2 separate regions of the Mus musculus genome follow, and region 1 is linked to region 2. Evidence: chromatin contacts called from public promoter capture Hi-C data. All regions are on one chromosome and are shown on one strand. The core of a region is the stretch at or near the end of the contact, and the rest is flanking DNA. Distances in the headings are between cores, read along the strand shown.

Region 1 (3,133 bases), core at 468-2,967, 290 kb before region 2:
AAACTGTCTGAACTCCAGTGTGAGCTCACGGGATTGTTGGGAAAGAGGCTTCTATAGAAGGAGGGTTAGAAAAGGGTCTTTTAATTTGTAAAGTGTTACCTAAGTATCTGCACACATGGTCCCAGGGACAAGCCTGGGGGATGCCCTTTCTATATAGTGTCAAGAGGAGAAGGGAGTTAAAAGATGGCTTCACATGGAGGCACATAGGAAGACAGACTCAGAGCCAGATGAGAACAATAGTAAGTGACCCCCATCCCCACTCCACCCCACAGTCCCTCTTCCCCCGCCTCCACCCCCTCCCACCCCAGAAAGTACTTGAGGCTGGGCTAGGATGAAGTTGCTCCTCTGACTTCACTGACCTCATAGTCTGTGTGAGGTTCTTGGTACATGCGTATTTGATCATTCCCAGGAATTCAGCAGCCTTGAGGATGGAGGACAGGAAGACACACAGTCTTGGAGGGAAGTCCCTGGGAATTCTGAGAAAGGAATGTCAGGAGTTGTAGACAGCTCTGCAGACACTTAAAGTAGGACACAGATGAAAGAGGAGACCCTGAGGGGAAAGCAGGCCCACAGAAGCACTGAAGCAGTGTGTGTGTGTGTGTGTGTGTGTGTGTATGCGCGCACGCATTAATACCAATATTATTTTATTTGAATGGGTGTTTTGTCTGTACATATGTTTGTGCATCCATGGATGCTTGGGGTGGGTGTTAGATCCTTAGGAACTGGAGTTATACACAGATGGTTATGAGCCACTATTTGGGTGATGGGAATCAAACCCAGGTCCTTGAGAAGGGTATTCAGTGCTCTTGACCATGGAGACATCTCTCCTGTCTTATTACTATTTCTTTTTAAGTTTAAATTAGATTGACCTCCTAACTTTAGCTAAAAAAAATATAAAATTGAACACATTAATGGAATATCAAGTGGTATTTTCATTAATATAAACATTGCATAATATCAATATGAACAAACATATAAAGGACATTAAATCAACTCCTGTGCTCCTGGGTTATCGGTCACAGTGTCCACGAACAGATGGAAACGGCTTCAGTTCTCATTACCTGATAGATAGATAGGAAAAGCACGGTCCGTGCATGCAGCAGAATACTATGCAGCCAGGAAAAGAATGGGTGGCAGCGGGGGCGGAAGCAGAGCTCATTAGGTTGAGCAAATTAAGCCAGGCATGAAAGCTCAAATTCCACACTCTCTGTGGCAAAGGAGACAGCTGATGTCACAGAAGATGAGAGCAGACAGAGGATTCCAGGCTGGGGGAGCAAGGAGGGAGGGGAGGAAGAGGTGGTAGCTGTGTTTGACCTGATTTAAATATCACTTTCTTTTTGTTGTCTCTCGTCCCCCACCCCCATGATGCCTGAGGGTGGCTACTGCTGAAGACAAGCAAGTGTCTGTTCTATGCTTTATTGGTTCCCCCGCTCATCTGCTCCCCCTGCTCATCTGTTCCTATCAGCACTACTGTTACTGCGGAAGGGCTCCTAGCTTAAGAATCAGACAGCACTGACTTGTGTGTGACCCTTCCCCCTGCCCACGAATACTAGAACAGTGTACACCAGTTCCAATATAAACTGTGCTGCTCGGCGCTTGTACCCTGCAGAGCGTCCAATAACTTTTGCTGAGCCATCCAAGCCCAAGAAAAAATAACCCACTGTGACAAAACAAAGGCAGCTTTAGCTCAGGCCGGTACCCGCCAGTCAGGAGAGGCAGGCGAGGGCACCTCTGGGCAAGCATGGTCTTTGGTGTGCTGCCAAGCTGACTGTCCTGAGTGTGACAAAGCAAGGGAGGGGCCCAGTGGGCCCCAGTCAATGAGAAACAGATCTGCCCTAAAAATAACAGTGAATGAACAGGCTTGCTTACACTGTCTTGCTTCAGAACTGGTTTGGCACAAAATCAGACCTAATGATAGGTTCAGAAGGAAAAATTCATGGTTGGGATTTGGAATCCTCTGAGCCAACCAGTTATCCACAAACAAGTCCACGGCTCTTCCGCTGGGTTTCCCAGAAGGTCTTCCAGGACAGGTCTCTTGTCATCATGGAGGACTCCACAGTCCTATCTGGAGTCGCCTACTCCGGAGTGGAGAGATGGAGAAGGTAAACTCACACTGGCGCATAGTTCCAGGTTATACATGCAGGAGAAAGAGACCCTAAAGGAGAAAGCTTCTCTTGGATGGATGGTGAGAGGGGCTCAGCAGCGGGAGGGTCTACTTCAGCCCCAAGATATTTACAGAGCACTTCCTGAAAGAAGAGGCACCTGACTAACAGCAATCATTCCACCCACACATTGCTTATCATCATGCATATCTCAGAGTGATTTAAAAATAAATTTGTGGGGGTGGAAAGTGATGGCTGTTACCAAAGATGCCTAGAGATTGTTTCCCTCCTGGGTCAAGTCCAGCTGTCTAGAAGCCCTGCTGAAAAGGTTCATGAAGGTTTACATGGGTTCTGGATGACCATGGTGAGACCCCAGGTCTGTTGGTGCTCTCTGTGAGGATGGAGGGGGCTGCTGCCTATTCAGTGCTCGAAATTCCCTACAAAGAGGAGAGCTGAGTTCCAGGTGGGGAAGGAGCAAGGTAGAAGGGAACCAGCTCTACCTCAGCACAGCCCCTGCCATTGGAAAAGAGGACGTAACAATGTGTTCCAGAAGGAATGGACAAGGCACAGTCATGGAGAAGCAGTGAGGACAAAGGGGATGGAAGGCTCCTAGAGGCCACAGGGCAACAACCTCTTAACACATTTGCTTTTCATGGCAGTGAGCTCCTGTGAGCCCTCCTGTTTTTCCTTGAGCAGAGAAAGTCGAGGGGAGTTTGTCCCAGAGCCCAGCAAACTTCTCCACAGATCTACCCTGAGTACAGTGGAAGCAGTTTGAATGGCCTCTTAAAGATTCTGTCAGAAGCCACAGCTTTGATGTCAGAGAGAAAGAGAGCAAGAGAGGGAGAGACAGAGGAAGTGAAAGGGAGAGACGGAGAGGGAGAGAGTTCAGGCACACTTTCATTCTACCTTCTGCTAGTCGTAGGCCAGCCTCTCTGAGAAGCCTGAGGTCCCAAGAGCTATTATTATCTCTCTATCTCTCTTCAACTGACAAGATTGTATACAGAGCATGTGCCCATTGAATGTTTGTATGT
Region 2 (3,057 bases), core at 485-2,984:
GGATTTGAATGCACACAGGGAGGCAGCAGTTGGTCACTGGGTATATTCAGCATTCGCAGGACTTCACCCTGTTATGTTTGTCCACTCTAGCCACTAATGAACTTAATGAGAATGGACTGGGTTGCTGCTTTCTTCCCAGACCAGGGGTACATAAAGAACTTCTAGGGGTATACTGAGGGAAAGTAAGTTTAGATCGGCACATATCTTCCCTATATGCACAAGCTAAGAACTCTTTCTACTGGCCTGAGCTCAGAGATCCTTACAGCAGGACGCTGGACACAGGAGGATGTGAGAAGGTAATATTGGTGCAGACTGCCTGAAACCTGCCTGGCCAATGGTAGCTGGAAATATGACCAAGGTACAATCCATACTTTCAGGTGGAGACACCTGAAAGCCAGAAGCTTTGTATTGGTGGCCGGCAGGAACCAAGGGCTCTGGGACACACAGGGCTGGAAGGCTGGGGAGAAGTCAGAGAGGCAGGACAGGGTGTCTTACTGCGGAGACCTGGCAGAGGAGAGCCAGTCAGCAGTTTCTGTATGGCCCATGGAAGGCTTTCTCGGTGTTTGATCCCTGCCGCCAGACAGACCCAACACTGTGAAAGGTCACTTGATTGCAATGGTCTGATAATCTACAGATACGAAGATTCAGGAAAAACTGGTTTGTCCTTTCTGCGTGGGTACTACCCCCACTGAGCTTCCCAAAGTCCTTGCACTGTCAGAAGCTTTCCCCTAGCAGAAAGGGCAGTGATTTTCTAGCCTCAAGACCAGCTCACTCATCTCACCAGCTGGGTGGTCTTCTGCAAGCTCCTTCACCCCTCCTTGTCTGGAGCTGCTTCCTGTAAAGTGGGGTGAACTTGCCCACCGCCCAAATGTTGCTGAGGGGATGTGGGCGGGCCTGGGAAGCTTGTGCTTCCCGCGGATCTGCCCGGTCTTGGCCACCAAGGGCTGTCTCCCAGTTCATGTTCTCTACTACCCAGGAAACCAACCAGACACTGCAGACGTCTGAGCCCAAGAGGAGGGAGGGCCATCTCCTCGGGGAACCTCCCGCCCCTGCGGCTTAAGTGGAGACTCCCACCCAGGCAAGGCAGGCTGCAGTTTGGGGATGGGGAGACGCTGGGGGGTAGATCTGAACTTCAGATCCCGGTTCTCCCGAGTCCTGCTTACCTGCGGCTCCAGCAGCCCGCGCTGCTCGGCACTGCGGGACGCCGGGCGCGCAGCGCGAAACGCGGAGAACACGGGGATGCGGTGGCCAGGACTGTACAGAGTGGCGAAGCGCTCGGAGCCCGCGAAGCGTTGACAGATCCTCACGTGCGCTTCGGTCGCCAGCCCGGCGGGTGGGGTCCCCTTGTAGAAGAAACGGTCGCATTCGCCGAAGCCCGCTTGCTGCGGGAGCAGCAGCCGGGCCTGCAACAGCCCTGCCAGGGCCAGGAGGCCGCCCAGCGCCAGCCAGCGCGCACAGCCCATGGCGGCCTCTGCGCGGCCGGGCGCCGCTAGAGCAGGGAAGTCCGCGGTGAGCCTCTCTGGCGGGGCGGCTCTGGGCCAAGGCCGCGCCCCTTCTCCGCCTCCACCCCGAAGATGGCTGCAGTGCTCAGCCGCGGCTTTCTGCGGCTGCACCCACCCCTGGAGACCGGACACCTGCCGCGGCGCTGCTGTGTGCCAGAGCTCCCCCTCCGCGCTGGACTGGCTTAGCCCAAGGGGCTGTCCCCAGGGCTGGCGCTGAGAAGTCGGACCTTGCGTGCACCAGGTTCCTCCGGGATGGGGAGATGTCCACAGAGGAGACGGTGCCTACCCTTCCGCATCAGACCCCAGTTAAGAAACCCTGTTAAAGCCGGGTTTTTGGTAGAGGCAGGGGGATCCGTAAGACCCTGCTAAATAAATAAATAAATAAATAAATAAATAAATAAATAAATAAATAAATAAATAAATAAATACTGATAAAGGAAGTTCTTAGGCAGACAGCACAGCCCGGCCGTGGTTTACTTGGTATGAGCATTAGATATCAAACCGAAACTCAGAAGGGAACAAGACAGCCAACACCCTGTATTCATCCCACTGCTCACATGCCTCTGCACACCCCCACCTTGAATTAGTAGAGTGATAACCGACAAGAGCAGGATCTCTGTTTGGTGAGCCTAGTATTAATTAAAAAACAAGCAAACAAACAAACAAACAAACAAAACATGCTGTTTACGGAATCACTGAAAACCCAGTGTTAATCCACTGCGTGACTCCTACAGGGTTTTAGGATACAGTGAAGGAAGTTGGCCTGAAAAGATGATATCTGAACTGACACCCTGAGGAAGGCAGCCCCAAGCTGGACTTTCCCAGAGGGGAAAAGAATGTGGGAGGGACTTGAGACAGGCTGGTGGAATAAAGAGCAGAGGAATCTGGCTGGGATGTGAGCAGAGTGATTGACTAGGATTAAGAAGCCCAGCCCCGGTTCCCACTCCCAGTAAATAACTAGCTGTGGTGGTGTGCACAGGGACCAGGAGTTCAAAGGCAGAATGGGCTTCTTGGACCCTGACTCAAACTGAAGTAATTAATTTAGTTTAAAAATAAAACTGAGGTCTGGAGCAACAGTATACATTAGGTTAGGGAACTGAGAAGGGCGACTTAGGCTCGTAATTCCGGGACAGAGGTTAAGACCAGCCTGGACTACAAATCAAGACCGTTTCAACAAACAAACAAACAAACAAAATAAATAAATAAAACATCACTGAAAGCTTGGATCTTTCTACCATAACCAGGTTGGGGAGATGGCTTCATGGTCACAGTGACTGCCACGCAAACTTGGCAGCGGGGGTCCAGATATAAGCAAGAGGATCTGTTTGCGTTTGATGCACAGAACCTGAGTTTAAAAAGAAAAGCAGGGCAAGGTGGCACAGACTTGTGATCTCATGTTGGGGGCACAGAAACAGCTAAGTTCTTGGGGCTTGAAGATCAGCTTGGCTTCCTTGGTGAGCGTCAGGTCAGTGAGAGTCAATGTGGACAGCTCTAACACCCAGGACTCTAGCTGTGTACATATCTCTGCCCCACTGCCTCAGACCCACAGTAGGCT

The links. Capture Hi-C pulls out chosen DNA fragments and counts their contacts.
Region 1: a promoter capture Hi-C map of adipose tissue shows a contact between it and region 2, with 2.9 times the contacts expected there. The contact joins the promoter of 1700019J19Rik here to the promoter of Endod1 in region 2. A contact is called at or near these places in 4 of 39 promoter capture datasets (the C10 cell line, embryonic stem cells, hippocampal neurons and 1 more), 4 of 115 datasets of contacts at active chromatin or transcription factors (effector CD8 T cells, embryonic stem cells and memory CD8 T cells) and 3 of 9 other capture datasets (adipose tissue, embryonic stem cells and liver).

Annotation. Positions count from the first base shown.
Region 1 is chr9:14,088,360-14,091,492 of GRCm38.p6, forward strand. It overlaps 1700019J19Rik (RIKEN cDNA 1700019J19 gene), which reads left to right and starts at 1,718. Exons shown (of 4, transcript NR_166640.1): 1 at 1,718-2,102.
Region 2 is chr9:14,379,508-14,382,564 of GRCm38.p6, forward strand. It overlaps Endod1 (endonuclease domain containing 1), which reads right to left and starts at 1,735. Exons shown (of 2, transcript NM_028013.3): 1 at 1,164-1,735. The coding sequence starts at 1,463.